Linked DNA regions of Pan troglodytes: all the other regions are linked to region 1. A link is a contact called in public HiChIP or PLAC-seq data. All regions are on one chromosome and are shown on one strand. Each heading gives the region's core, a stretch centred on a gene start, on an enhancer-like site or on the middle of the called end of the contact. The rest is flanking DNA. Distances are from core to core; before and after follow the strand shown.

Region 1 (4,979 bases), core at 729-3,228:
AAGGGAGACAGCAGGCAGGCCAGAGGCAGTGCTGAGCGCGATGTGGGCGTGGCCTGGGAACAACAGTGACGTCTTAGCCAGGCATTGGCCGTAGGGGTGGGTTAGGTTGCGCCTCATGGTCCCAGGGACGGGGACCCAGGATAAAAGTAGGCCAAAAAGCCTGGACGCGGTGGCTCACGCCTGAAATCCCAGCACTTCGGGAAGCAGAGGAGGGCGGATCGCTTGAGACCAGGAGTTCGAGACCAGCCTTGCCCATATGGCAAAACCCCATCTCTACTAAAAAAAATACAAAATACAAAAATTACGCCTGTAATCCCAGCTACTCAGGAGGCTGAGGCAGGAGAATCGCTTGAACCTGGGAGGCGGAGGTTGCAGTTAGCCGAGATCGCGCCATTGCACTCTAGCCTGGGTGAGAGAGCAAGAGCCTGTCTTTAAAAAAAAAAAAAAAAAAAAAAAAAAAAAAAAAAACAGAGAGAAAAAGGCCAAAGAGACGCTGAGACGGGTCGCTCATGGGGGGCGTGGCCTAGGAATTCCAGTCACACACGGTTGCAGGGCCGAGCAGGCGGATCGCAAGAGAGAAATAGGCAAAGAACTAAAGCTGTGATGGAGGAATAATACGGAGGAGGCGTGGCCTGGGACCCCCCTCGCCTGTATCTACGGGAGGTTGAGGGTGGGACCCTAGACGCGGAACAACCAGAGTGGGTGGAGCATTGTTGGGGCGGGATCTGGGCATCTTGGAATAGCATTTAGGCGGAGCTGGGAGAAAGCGGGAGTGCTCTGGGAATAAGGACAAAACTTGGGGAAAAAATTGGGGATGAACAGCAGAGGGCCAGGTCCGAGAATCCCCAAGTGAAGCCTTAATAGAGGATTGGGGTGGGACAGGAAGGGGTGAGGTCTGTGTATGGGATACTGGGACCACCCCCCAACCAGGGGTGCGTCATGAGAGGAGCCGGCCAGGGTCCTAGAGACACGGCGGGGAAGGGGTGGTGGCCTCACCGTGCCCAGCCGCGTCTGCTCCAGCTCCTGCAGGCTGCGCACGTGGCCGGCGAGCAGCGGCTGCCTGCGAGGCCCGCCCAGCTCTGCTTCCACAGCCAGCACCTCCCGCGAGGCGGCGGCGAAGGCCTGGGTCACCTCGTGCACTATGCTCCGGTAGCGCGCGAAGTCGTAGTCAGGGCTGCTGCGCAGGTACTGGCGGTGGCCTCTGCGGCAGGTGGGGACCCTGAGGCCGCGCCCCCAGGCTCTCAGGCCCTGCACCGGCGCCAACCACCTGAAAGGCCCCCAGGAAGTGTCCCCAGACCCCAGAGGGGAGGACTGGTAGGTAGGAAGGACGCTTCCTGACTCCCGCAGGGGAACGCGAGACAGGCCCACCCCTGCTCTTGCGGGGGAGAGAGAAGCCACGAGGATTGAGTCGTCGGGTAGTGGGGACGTGCTGTGGGGCCTTTCTCGTGAAGGTGAGGACCCGGTGCCCCGAAATCCCCGCCCCATCTGACTCTGCAGCCGCACAAGGACCCAGCTCCTCCTCCACGCACGCCCGCCGAGAACACGCCCACGCCCGGAGCGGGCGGGGGACCGAACCCTGAGCCCCTCCGCGCCCCCACTCACTCCTCCAGTCGGCGGAAGCCCTGCGCGCGCTCAGCCTGCAGCTGGTGGATGCGCTGCACCAGCGTCCGGATCGGGGCGTCTTTCTGCGGGACAGGGGGCACGGCTGGGGCATGAAGCCCGCGCCCCTGGGTCTGCGCCGCCCGCCCCGCGCCCGTTCCCGCTTGGGCCTGGGCTCACCCAGGGCCACGCCGGCTCCTCGCGTCCCCGAGCTTCGGTGGCCTCCTCAGCAGCAGGCACTGCAGGGACCGTACGCTCCGCCGCGGTCTCGGTGATCATGACTGCGCAGCCCTGGCCAGGCTCCGGAGCAGGCCCTTCCGCTGCGCCCGACGCCCCCTACAGGCCGGGAGGTCCACGGACCCCCTACCCTCCGGCCGGCGAGCCAGAAGGAAGAAAGGGGAGCCAAGACCGCGGGCCGCCCAGTCAAGCCCACCATCCTGCACCCACCCTTCTTGTTCCCGTCCAGGGCCCGCCTCCGATCGTGTTTTTCCTTGATTGTGCGGCTCTGAATACAGAACAGCTGTTAGCCTTGAGTTCGTTCCTATGCTTGTATCTCAACACCGACTTCCACGTGAAGCGGGTACTGAGCGTGGGTTTTGACGTTCAAGAGTGTTAAGTAAGCCTGGGCAACCTAGGGAGGCCCGATCTCTACAGAAAAACCAATTAGCCCGACATGGCGGCTCCCGCCTCCAGTCCCAGCTACTCGGGAGGCTGAGGTGGGAGGATTACATGAGCCCGGGAGTTGGGGGCTGCCATGAGCTGTGACCATGCCACTGCACTCCAGCCGGAGCCACAGTGAGTCTGCCTCAAAAAAAGTGCAGTGGCTGGAACTCCACCAACATTAACAGAGATTCACTGGCTCTTCAGAGAATCACAGGGGTGAAGACAAGATTCAGTGACAGGGACGGTGTCAACAGCCCACCGAGTTGAATTGGGCGTCTTGTGTAATAGCCCTGAGCCTGGAGCATAGCAGGGGCCAGAACGACCTCAAAGTACAGAGGAGGCCTTGGAGCTTCCTGCTGGAGGGATACATGGGCTAGACAGAGCTTTGGAAAGCTTCCTCCTCCAGGGGCCCAGCCGGAGGAGCAGGAAGATGCTGGTAGCCTGACTTAGTGAAGAGGGACCAGCTCAGGTATGGGGTGACAGACACCGGCCTTTAAGGGGGAAGGGACTAGGCTGTTAGTGAGTTGGGAGTTTTTCTTGCCGATGGGTTCGTGGTCTCGCTAACTTTGAAGAATGAAGCTGTGGACCTTCGCGGTGTGTGTTACAGATCAAAAAGAGTCCACGGACCAGGAGAGTGAGCAGCAGGGCAGTTTATTGAACAAAGCGAAAGGAAAGCTTCCACATGCTGGAAGGGGACCCGGAAGGGTTGCCGTTGCTGGCTCCGGTGGCTAGGGCTCATATCCCTATGTTACCCCTCCCCTTTCTTTTTGTCCATTGAGAGTGGTTCTTTTTTCAATCCTCCTCTGGAGTGTTTTTTGTTTGTTTGTTTGTTTGTTTTCCGTGAGACAGAGTCTCGCTCTGTCGCCCAGGCTGCAGTGCAATGGCACGATCTCGGCTCACTGCAAGCTCCGCCTCCCGGGTTCACGCCATTCTCCTGCCTCAGCCTCCCCAGTAGCTGGGACCACAGGTGCCCGCCACCACACCCGGCCAATTTTTTGTATTTTTAGTTGAGGCGGGGTTTCACCGGGTTAGCCAGGATGGTCTCAATCTCCTGACCTCGTGATCCGCCCGCCTCGGCCTCCCAAAGTGCTGGGATTACAGGCGTGAGCCACTGCGCCCGGCCTGGAGTGGTTAATTCTGAATCCTTCACTCGATTGGTTTAAGAACTCAAAACACTGAGTCACAGGGGTCTTTTGTGAAAGTCCCCAAACCTGCCCAGTAAATCCTGCCAACTCCACCCCTCAGTCCCCTCTCTCAAAAGGAGAGCCCAACTGCTGTTGGGGTGTGGGAGGATGACCACTCTAATTGCTTCCTGCTAAATAGGGGCATAGAAGGGGTTCTGTAGCTGAGGTTTCCGTGAGAGGTGGTTTGTGTGTCAACGTCCGGGTATGGGCCGGCAGGCTGGTTTAGGGGTCCTTGATAATAGGTGCTGGTTGAAGTCATCTGAGGTTCCATCTGCAGTAACATTTCTAGTTTCATTGATTCCATTCAGGAAGAAACGAAAGGATGAAGGAATTGAAAAGACATGGGCCAAAGGTTACTCCTAGAATAATCATAAAGGAAGGGACCTAAAAATGGAAGAAGCCAGGGGAGAACAGGCTGTGAGAACCCTGAGGTAGTTTCGGTTGTCCCACCATGTAGTCTGCTGGCTCTATCCTGAAGTCATTTAATTCCATCTCTCACTATGCCTGATTTATTGACATAAAAACAACATTCCTTGTTCAGAAAAAGGCATGTTCCTCCCCTTTCGGCAGTGAGGAGATTGGAGATCTAGTGCTCACTGGTTCTGGAGAACCATGGCTGCTAATGAGTCTATTTGGTCCTGGATTTGAGTAAGTTGGAGAGAGATTTCATCTAGGCTGTGAGTCCAGCGTTTCCACCTCCTAGGTGGTAGTAAATCCTAAACCAGCCAATAGAGGAAGTAGTGAGATTGCTCTCGGCTGAAGCTTAGCATGAATGGGCACAGCTACTGCCTCTTCTGAAAAGGAATAAGTCACAGGAGGTACTATGTAGGCTAAAGTACAAGTTCCTGTCCAGTTGGTGGGGAGGCAAATATAGAAGGATCTTCCACACACAAAGAAAACTCCTTATCAGGGTTCTATACACCCCTGTAGCTGAAAATCTCATAAGGGCTGTGGTCAGTCTAAATTCATTTCTCATTCCCATGATTTGAGGGTTCAGGACAAATGGGCCACTCCTAGCAGTTGGAGCTGAATAGAATTTGCCAAGGACGTATTATGGGGTTCCTGTAAGGCAAACCGGTGGCTAGCTGCATTAAGAAAAACTCTCGGCTGGGTGCAGTGGCTCACGCCTGTAATCCCAGCACTTTCGGAGGCCAAGGCGGGTGGATCACGAGGTCAGGAGATCAAGACCATCCTGGCTAACACGGTGAAACTCCATCTCTACTAAAAATACAAAAAATTAGCTGGGTGTGGTGGTGGGCGCCTGTAGTCCCAGCTACTCGGGAGGCTGAGGCAGGAGAATGGTGCAAACCTGGGAGGCGGAGCTTGCAGTGAGGGTGATCGCGCCACTGCACTCCAGCCTGGGCGACAGAGCAAGACTCCATCTCAAAAACAAAACAACACAACAACAACAAAAAGAAAAACTCGCGCACCCCAGACAGGAAGCAGGAAGCAATGGGGTTTTTTTAACCCTTTGCCTGTGAGAGAGGAACCAAGTCCCAGGAGGGGGATATCCTGGGCAAAAGGAAGTCTGCC
Region 2 (4,979 bases), core at 1,471-3,970, 250 kb before region 1:
TTCCCCTTGTGATGCAAAGGGGTGCCACTCCCATTCCCCACAAACAAATCCAAATTACAGGTAACAGGTGGGTGGGGCATCTGGGTCAATTAAAAGTAGCACAGGACAAACCCTCTGATGTCGTCAGAATTCTAGTGAGCTCAACTGCAATGTTTACCTCCAGGGGAGCGTTTTAATGCTCTCCTTTTGTACAGACCAGTGTGTTCAGGTGCAGGAAAAAAAATCAATTGTTTCAACTGAAAGAGAAGGACATGCCCCACAATTAACCCCAAACGGAATGCCAGAAACAAAAGCAGAACTAAAGGCTGCCCCAGGTTTGCTGTTTTATGCTGGCTACAGTTAAAAGGATTCACAAGAAAATGATTACCTTTCACACCCAGCCAACCCCCCGATCCGCGCTGTCACGCTCATGGCTCGCTGCTCCACAGAGATCTTTACCGAGTCTCCCCGACAGGCTGGACGTCAGATTACAGACAGCCTATACAGTCGACTCACACATGGATCTAGGTTTCCTTCATGTTTAAAAGGAATAAAAATCTAACTGCCACCCCCATTTCACAGCTGCGGAAGCAGAAAGGTCTACAGGGCATGAAAACTACAAGGAGGTGGGGCCTCCGCAGCTCAGGCTCCCTCCTTCAGGAGAACTCTCCTCTCTCCCTCCCTTCCTTCGCAAAATGTAAACAAAACTGAAAAAAACACCCATACGTGCACACCTGTTCTCCTCACACCCCACCTTCTATTTTAAGGAATATGGGGTTAGAATGAGTCAAATGTTTTTTGCTTCCATTAGGGGCTAAAAGAAAGCCCAAGTGGGTGGTCTACCCACGAGAGTGACTCAATCGACTACCACGTAAGCCCCCCATGCAAGGACAGGGTCTGAGCTCACTCTGGATGAGCAAGAAGTGGTTCCCCCAGTTCTGAAACACCAGCATATGCCAAGGGACACCTGTGCCAAGGTAAGCCTCGGAGCTTCTTCCTGTCGGAGCATTCAGGAAAATAAACCTGAGCGAGAGGTCAGGCACAAAGCAAGCCTAAGGTGAAAGCAACCTGAAATCCAGAGGGTGATGAGGACATTCCCCAGGACCCCGGTGCAACACGCGCCACCCCCTCCCAGCCCCTCTCCCACCCCAGGCAAGCAGCACCCAGGACCAGGAAATGCATGCCCGATACTTCTCCCAACCCAAGCCCCCATTTAAAATACCTAAGTAACCTTCTCTAAACATCCACATCATTAAAAATAAGTTTCCAACGTGGCAGACTCGTTTATGTAAAGCCATTATTGCTGTCTTATTGGAAGAACAAAACTCAAACCCAACTTTTCCAAGGCAAGAGTTGTGAAGTTATGTAACAGGTCGGTTTCAGCAACAGGCGATGCAAGAAAAAACAAAATACAACCTGCTTCCTGAATGATCTTATAAGCCAGCCAATATGTGCTCCTCCATGGGAGGCAAAAATTCTTCTCTGCCTCAACCTTCCGCTGGCCAGCGCCCCTATGCATGGGGAAAGTCGAACCTACGCTCCGTGACTGTGAAAGGTGGGGTGCCCAGATGGCTGCGACCACAGATGGGAGGTGGGACAGGCGGCCAGACCCACCAATGGGGAGACCGGGCGGGACCCCCGGACCAGGCCAGAGACAGGATTAGGGCAGGTCACCCTGGATACTCCCGGAAAGGGACTGAGGGAAGTCACTCAAGCTCCGGCCTGAGCAAGACCCGGCCCAGGTCGTAGGAGAACTCGAGGCAGAATACCGAGACCTGCGAAAGAGGGACCAGGGCAGGTCACCCTAGCCCGGATGGAATGGAAGAACTCAGATAAGTCAGGGGGCAGGTTACTCCAGGCCAGACTGGTTGTGGGACACAAGGCAGGTCAGCCCGGGCCCAGGAGGGGGAGCAAACCCAGCTGGGGTAAAGGAACAGGGTCAGGTTAGCTCGGACCCGAACGAAGTGGAGGACTCGAGGCAAGTCTGCCCGGCCCAGGAGTTGGGGGCCGAAGGAACTCAGCCAGGTCGCGGCCGGAGCGGGGGACCCGGGGCAGATCAGGCCAGGCCCGGGCAGATTGCAGGACCTGGGGCAGGTAAGCTCAGGCCGAGCCAGAGTAGGGGACCCGGGGCAGGTCGCCCCAGGCCCGGCCGCGATGGGGTACTCCGGGCAAACACAGGCCGGGCCCGAGGCGAGTTCGGGGCAGGTCTCAGGCGCCGAGGCCGGGCCCGGGCTTCCGGCGCCGCCATGTGCCGCTCACCTGCGCGTCGAGCTGTCCCGCCGCAGCGCCCGCGCCCGCGCCGCCCGGGCCTCCCGCGCCGCCACCGCCCGGGCCGCCGGGGCCGCCGGGGGGCGTCTGCGTCTGGCTAGGAAGAGTAAAGTCGGTGAACTCGAACTCGGAGCCCTGTGTGTCGGCGCCAAGCAGCTCGGCCTCCTCCGTGTCCAGGAAAGTGAGAGTCTGCGAGCTGGGCCCGTACGCCTCCACGCTCATGGTGCCTCCGGGTAGGGCCCTCGGGCCGGTTCCGCGCTGCACTCGAGCCCGCCGCCGCGCTGAGGCCTAGGCCGCAGGCCTCGGGTCGCTGCCGCTGTCGCCCCCGCGCGCCCGGAAAGGACCAAACCGCCCGCCCCGGCGCCAGCCGGACCGAGAGGTAACAGTGCCGAGCCGCCGCCGCTGCCGCCGAGCCCCTCCGCGCCTCAGCTCCCCTCGAAGCCGCCAGCCGCTCGCAGCCTAGAGCAGGAACTGCCGCCACCGCCGCCGTCGCCGTGCGCGTGCGCGAGCCCGACGCCGGCGGAAGCGCGCGCGCTCCTCGCGGACGCCTGGTGCCCAGCAGGAAGACGGGACGCGCACCGCGCACGCGCAGGGGGTGGGGCTTTCAACCGCCGTTGCGGCGGCAGCTCGAGGACTTGGTCGCGCACCAACTGCTAATCAGGGACGACCGGGCGGTTGGCGGTGTGGACTTGGTGGTCTGCACCTGTGGTCGCTGCGACGGTGTTTCGGTTTAATTGAGCGCTAGCCGAATACCCTACATAGGTGGTCTCGGAACGCCCAACTGGAGAGACTGGGCAGGGACGGTGCGCTCCCACTCCTGGCAAAAGCTGCTTGGAACTCAGTTTCCCCATCTGTAAAATGGAGGGTGCCTCGCACATAGTAGATGCTCCCTGTGCATTGGTTTAAAAAGGGAGTGGGGCTCGGCGCGGTGGTCACACCTGTAATCCCAACACTCAGAGGCTGAGGCGGGAGAACTGCTTGAACTCAGGAGTTCGAGACCAGCCTGGGAGACAGAGTGAGACTCCATCTCTACAAAAAATATAAAAATTAGGCCAAGCGCGGTGGCTCACGCCTGTAATCCCAGCACTTTGGGAGGCCGAGTCGGGTGGATCATGAGGTCAGGAGATCGAGACCATCCTGGCTAACATGGTGAAACCCCGTCTCCACTAAAAATACAAAAAATTAGCCAGGCGTGGTGGCACGAGCCTGTAGTCCCAGCTACTCAGGAGGCTGAGGCAGGAGAATCGCTTGAACCCAGGAGGCGGAGGTTGCAGTGAGCCAAGATTGTGCCACTGCACACCAGCCTGGGCAACAGAGTGAGACTCTGTCTCAAAAAAAAAAAAAAAAATTAGCTAAGCGTGGTGGTTCGCACCTGTAGTCCCAGCTACTAGGGAGGCTGAGGTGGGAGGATCGCTTGACCCTGGGAAGTTGAGGCTGCAGTAAGCCGAGATTGCACCACTGCACTCCAGCCTGGGTGACAGAGCGAGACCCTGTCTCAAAAATAAGTAAAAATAAATGAATGGGGATAGTCTTACGTACTGGGCCTGGCACTTGGAAATGATGGTTGCTGCTGTTCCTGATGCCTCTGCCACTGTTATTATACCATTACTATTTTTGCTATGATTATTATTTAGTGGACGTATACAGCAAAACAACTGGAAGCACATGGTCTGTGGTGGACTCTAGACCTGACCACTTACCAGCTGTGTGAAATTATACAAGTGACTTAACCTCTCTGAGCCTAGGGTTTCTGTTGCCATTAAGGTGGCATAGGAAGCCTGGGCAAGGTGGCTCTTTCCTGAAATCCCAGCACTTTAGGAGGTAGAGGCAAGAGAATCACTTGAGCTCAGGAGTTTGAGGCTGCGGTGAGCTAGGATTGTGCCACTGCACTCCAGCCTGGGTGACAGAGATCCTATGTGTGTGTGTGTGTGTATTAATATATATTTATTTATGTTAATATAAATAGAGTGACTAGTAGCTCATTTATTCCTCTCATATTCTCATATGATATATGGTTGCTGCTGATATATATGGAGCCCGGTGCGGTGTGTCACGCCTGTAATCCCAGCACTTTCGGAGGCTGAAAGAGCAAGACCTTGTCTAAAAATAAATTTTAAAAACTCTGATAGGTGTTACTAAATTGATCTGAAATTTGTCTACAAATTCCACTGGATGTGTTCCAAAGAGAGCTTTGCATGATATTAAAATTATCTGTTGGTCTGTCAGTATTCCCCCTTAAACTGTGCCTTCTTGGAGAGGGAGACCTACTTTGATTCATTGTTTATATTCCTACAGTTTAGTGCATGCTAGGAGCCCCCCCGAAATGTTATTTTTATTTTTTATTTTTTGTAGAGATGGGGGTTTTGCTGTTTCCTAGGCTGGTCTTGTACTCCTGACCTCAAGTAATCGTCCCACCTCAGTCTTCCAAAGAGCTGTGATTATAGGTATGAGCCACTATGTCTTGTCCCTGAAAAAGAGTGAAGAAGGCTGTGGCTCACACCTGTAATCCCAGCACTTTGGGAGGCAGAGGCAGGTGGATCACCCGAGGTCAGGAGTTCGAGACCAGCCTGGCCAACGTGGTGAAACCCCGTCTCTACTAAAAATACAAAAATTAGCCGGGCATGGTGTGTGCCTGTAATCCTAGCTACTTGGGAGGCTGAGGCAGGAGAACTGCTTGAACCCAGGAGGCGGAGGCCGCAGTGAGCCAACATTGCACCACTGCACTCCAGCCT
Region 3 (4,979 bases), core at 968-3,467, 200 kb before region 1:
CAGCTGCTTCCACCAACACTCCATTTACAGGCCTGTCTCTCTTCACGCACTCTCTGTGGCTCCCCATTACCCTCGGGAGACCACTGGAGCCCCACACCACCAGCACTGCCCTTTCACACACAGCCTCATCTCCTGCTTCTCACTGAGCCCCAAGAGCTTGTCACCTTGAGGTCAGTCCATCCAACGGGCCAGGTTGGTTCCTGCCTCAGGGCCTTTGCCTATGCTGTTTCCTCTACCTGGAATGACTTTCTGCTACCTCTGCCTGGCTGTGTCCTCCTCATCATCCAGTCCTCAGCTTGGTGGTCCCTCCTCCTCCAGAAGCCCACCCTGACCCATCCCCTTTCAAACAGATCAATTTCCTGGGGGCTCCTACCATTGTCTGTGTGTCCCGTCACAGCCATGAGCCCACTGGGCTCCCCATTTGAAGGAGAGACTGGGTCTGACTTCTTCACCCTGTGTGTCCATCTCCCAGCACAGGAGACATGACACACAACAGTCCTTGATGTTTGTGAAATAATTAATGTGTCTAGAAATGTCCCCACCTCCAAGCTTCACATGTTTCCCTCCACCAAAACTGCCCTCACCTTTTCCCTCTGCTGATCCAAGTCCTCCTTTTCTTTTATGTCTGTCTCCTTGCTACCTCCTCCAGGAAGCCCTCGGTGACTTCTCTGTAGGCTCTCCAGAAAAGATATCTGGCTCTGAGTCTAGATTCACCCCTGCCCTCGGGCAGTGGCCTTAGGCCAGTCACTTTTTCTCTCTGGGCCTCAGTTTCTCTGTCTATAGAATAGAGGCTGTGAGTACTGGAAGGTGGGAGTGGAGAGTGTTAACTGATTCCAGGAGGTTAAGGGGTTTTGTAACTCCAGAGTGTGGCTGGCCAGTTAGTGGTAACTTTTATTTTTATTACAGGCTGTTCCCACAGCAGCTGGAGCACAGTTTGGAAGGTATGGCACAGCCTGGACAAACAGAAGCCCCGGACCTCCCCTTGCTAGAGCCCTTTAACTTGCTCCCCTCCAGATGGGGGCCTCACACCCCATTGCACAGATTGGAAAACCAAGTGGGCCTGTCCCCTTGGACAGGGGTTGGGGCAAGATCCTGAACGCTGTCCCCTCCTCCACCAGCCGAGGGACCACGGGGAGGGGAGGGAACACCAGCAATGAGTTGGGTTGGGGGGAGTCATTTGCAGCCCTCCAGCGTTGGGGCCAGAAGCGGCCTCCTTGGACAGAGGCAGGAAAATTGAGAGTCCCCGGTCTCAACTGCCCCTCCCCTATTTTCCATTCATCATCATAATCATCATTACTATTAATCATTAATTAATAATTATTAACTTATTACCTCCATTGTGTAAGGGAGGAATTACGCCCGGGTAATTTTTGTACTTTTAGTAGAGATGGGGTTTCACCATGTTAGCCAGGCTGGTCTCGAACTCCTGACCTCAGGTGATCTGCCCGCCTTGGCTTCCCAAAGTGCTGGGATTACAGGTGTGAGCCACCGCACCCGGCAATTTACCCAGTTTTGAAGCACTTCAGGAGGAGTGGAGGGCCAGTCAGTCTGATCCATAGTGGGTGGACCTATTTTTTCAGACACTGGTGACTCTGTTTCCCCAAGTGTGAGCTGAGAGCGTGGCCATGGAGCCTGCCTTGTTTGGAACTCAGGTTTGGCATACAGCAAGCACTCAATCAATCAATCAATCAATGAGCTGAATGCTATGGCTGGATCCTGTAATCCCAGTTATGTGGGGAGTATCGCTTGAGGCCGGGAGTTTGAGACTACTAGCCTGCACGACATAGCCAGACCCGGTCTCTAAAAATAAAAATAAAAATAAAAATAAATTAGCTGGACTTGGTGGTGCACGCTTGTAGTCCCAGCTACATGGGAGACTGAAGCAAGAGGATGCGATACAGCCACACCCCGTCACACACACACACACACACACACACACACACACAGACGCACACACACAGTGAATGAAAGTGGGGGCAGTACCCCCTGACTCCCTGCCCCACCAGCTCTCTCCACAGACCCCGGGACTCAGTTTCCCCACCATGTCGAATTCAGCCGCGGGCGACTTCGCGGGGCATTCCGGGCGGGGACTTGAACGCAGGGGCCAGCGCCATCTGTTTACCTTGAGGCTGGACGTTGGGCAGGGCTGTGGTGGGCCGTCCCTGGGGCCGGCCGTGCCTTGGGGATAAATAGGCCCCGCGGGCCTCGTGGGCGGTAGAAAGCGAGCAGCCACCCAGCTCCCCGCCACCGCCATGGTCCCCGACACCGCCTGCGTTCTTCTGCTCACCCTGGCTGCCCTCGGCGCGTCCGGACAGGGCCAGAGCCCGTTGGGTAAGCCGCGTTAGCACCCGCGCCGTGCCCACGGCCCCACAACGGACTGTAGGACCCGTGAGAGGCCCGGGATCCAGGCTGTTTGGGGCTCACGGACTGTTCGTAGGGGACGTGCCGGGCGCAGAAAGCAGGTGGCGGGACCGAGACTAGAGGAGCGCAGTGGGGCGTCGGAGGTCCGGGTTCGCTGCGACGGTGGGAGTTGGTGGTGGGATTCCCCGGCCCCATGACGCCTCACCAGGTCCCCTGCCGCCGCAGGCTCAGACCTGGGCCCGCAGATGCTTCGGGAACTGCAGGAAACCAACGCGGCGCTGCAGGACGTGCGGGAGCTGCTGCGGCAGCAGGTGCGGGGCCCGGGTGCGGGGCAGGGAGTGCCAGGGAACGGAAGGGGGTCTCAGTTCCCAGCGAGGAGAGAGGAAGTACCCGAGAAGGTGGAGAGGAGATGGGGAGGGAAGGGGGTCGGCGGGTAGGGAGTCCTTGGCGAAAAGAGGCTGTAGAAAGGGACCCCGGGGTAGAGAGAGGGGAGACCCGAGGGATGAGGAGAGTTTGGGACCCCGCTGATTCCATCCCACCCCTGCAGGTCAGGGAGATCACGTTCCTGAAAAACACGGTGATGGAGTGTGACGCGTGCGGTGAGCGCGGCGGGGCGGTCGGGAGAGAGAAGAGACGGGAGACGGAGACACAGAGACAGAGACAGAGAGCCAGGGAAAGCTGGGGAGGAAAAGAGACGGAAGGAGATGGAGGCTGACGGAGAGGTGGAGAGACGAACGGGAATGGGATGGGGGGTGTAGAAACAGAGACAAAAACAGACAGAAGCGGTGCGAGAGTTTTGGGGAAGTGAGAGACGCCACGGGGCAGAAAAGCGGGACAGAGACTCAGAGAGAGACCGGGGAGACCCTGCGGTCAGAGCGCGCAGCCTCTGGGGCGGGATCGCGGACAGCGCAGGATTTCGGGCCGCCCCGGGGCGGGGGGTGGGGGGGAAGGGGAAGCCTCCAGCCCCGGGGCGTGGCCATGATAGACTCTGCCCCCGGGCGAGCCACCGATCAGCCCCGCCGCGTCTCCCCCCTCCCCCCCGCAGGGATGCAGCAGTCAGTACGCACCGGCCTACCCAGCGTGCGGCCCCTGCTCCACTGCGCGCCCGGTTTCTGCTTCCCCGGCGTGGCCTGCATCCAGACGGAGAGCGGCGCGCGCTGCGGCCCCTGCCCCGCGGGCTTCACGGGCAACGGCTCGCACTGCACCGACGTCAACGAGGTGCGCTAGCCCCGACACTCCACCGCCCTGACGACTCCCTCTACCGCCCCCCAATCTCTCGCCGCCCGGGAGACCCCTTCCTCCACTGGGAGTGTTCGCCCCGAAGAGCCTCTCACCTCCGGGGGCGCACGGCCAGACTACCTCCTTACCGCGGGGGGACGCCCAACCCAAGGACCATCCCCGTCACCACCCGGGACGCCCGCCCCGACAACCCCCTCCATAGCTAGTGACGCCCGCCCCGAGGACTCCCTCACCGCCAGGGGTGGTCCGCCCCAGCTACCCTCCTCGCCGCAGGGGATCGCCAGTCCCAACGACCCTTCCACAGCCAGGGAACGCACGCCCAGACCCCCCGCCACCGCCGGGCACGCACGCCCCGACGACCCCTGCCCCCCTCTGCTGGGGATGCCCGCCCTCATCCTTCCTCCCCTCGCCCATGAGGGAACAGCTCTCCTCTCCTCTCCCGGTTGCGCCCTTGCCGTCATCAAGGCAAAGTCGTGCCTGACCCCTGCGACAATTGCTTCCATCTCACGTGGCGAAGAGCTCCAAGCACTGGCATATGGCCCTTGAACTTTCCACATCCGAGACACTACGAGGTGCGGCCCCCAGGGCCCAGCTCGAAGCCCTCTGACCCTCTGTGGCCCCTCCTCCCCCAGTGCAACGCCCACCCCTGCTTCCCCCGAGTCCGCTGTATCAACACCAGCCCGGGGTTCCGCTGCGAGGCTTGCCCGCCGGGGTACAGCGGCCCCACCCACGAGGGCGTGGGGCTGGCTTTCGCCAAGGCCAACAAGCAGGTGAGGGGTGTGGGGGCCCCATTTTTGGAGCAGAAGGGAAGGGGGCGTCCATTTTGTTTACCAGTAAACTCCTCTTCCAGCCTCCTTCCAGCGGGAGGGGTGGGGAGAGGAGGGGTCCGCTGCGCCAGGGCTGATCGGTTTGGGGCAGGATGGAGGGGAGAGGCAGGATGCGGAGGAAGTGTGGAGGAGGTGGGAGGTCCGGAGGTGTCTGCGTGGGGTGGTGACCTCTGAGTTCCCCTCCCCTAGGTTTGCACGGACATCAACGAGTGTGAGACCGGGCAACATAACTGCGTCCCCAACTCCGTGTGCATCAACACCCGGGTAAGGCCCGCTGGGGAGGAAGAAAGGATCGCGGGAGGTGGGGCGAGCGGCGGGCGGCCTGCGCTGACCTCCGGCGGCTCCGGCGCAGGGCTCCTTCCAGTGCGGCCCCTGCCAGCCCGGCTTCGTGGGCGACCAGGAGTCCGGCTGCCAGCGGCGCGCACAGCGCTTCTGCCCCGACGGCTCGCCCAGCGAGTGCCACGAGCATGCAGACTGCGTCCTAGAGCGCGATGGCTCGCGGTCGTGCGTGGTGAGTGCGGGCGGGCTGGGCTTGAGGCGGGGTTGGGTGGC

What was found. HiChIP or PLAC-seq counts read pairs in DNA pulled down with a chosen protein or histone mark.
Region 2: an H3K4me3 HiChIP or PLAC-seq map of stem cell-derived excitatory neurons shows a contact between it and region 1, with 4 times the contacts expected there. The contact joins the promoter of UPF1 here to the promoter of REX1BD in region 1. A contact is called at or near these places in 1 of 7 Hi-C or Micro-C datasets (stem cell-derived neural progenitor cells) and 1 of 1 datasets of contacts at active chromatin or transcription factors (stem cell-derived excitatory neurons).
Region 3: an H3K4me3 HiChIP or PLAC-seq map of stem cell-derived excitatory neurons shows a contact between it and region 1, with 2.8 times the contacts expected there. The contact joins the promoter of COMP here to the promoter of REX1BD in region 1. A contact is called at or near these places in 1 of 7 Hi-C or Micro-C datasets (induced pluripotent stem cells) and 1 of 1 datasets of contacts at active chromatin or transcription factors (stem cell-derived excitatory neurons).

Annotation. Positions count from the first base shown.
Region 1 is chr20:21,237,479-21,242,457 of NHGRI_mPanTro3-v2.0_pri, reverse strand. REX1BD (required for excision 1-B domain containing) reads right to left here and starts at 1,978. Exons shown (of 5, transcript XM_001135296.7): 1 at 1,780-1,978; 2 at 1,603-1,685; 3 at 997-1,267. The coding sequence starts at 1,878.
Region 2 is chr20:21,483,799-21,488,777 of NHGRI_mPanTro3-v2.0_pri, reverse strand. UPF1 (UPF1 RNA helicase and ATPase) reads right to left here and starts at 2,720. Exons shown (of 24, transcript XM_016935541.4): 1 at 2,239-2,720. The coding sequence starts at 2,469.
Region 3 is chr20:21,441,926-21,446,904 of NHGRI_mPanTro3-v2.0_pri, reverse strand. COMP (cartilage oligomeric matrix protein) reads left to right here and starts at 2,217. Exons shown (of 19, transcript NM_001098565.1): 1 at 2,217-2,331; 2 at 2,587-2,672; 3 at 2,909-2,960; 4 at 3,407-3,579; 5 at 4,233-4,370; 6 at 4,617-4,691; 7 at 4,780-4,938. The coding sequence starts at 2,253.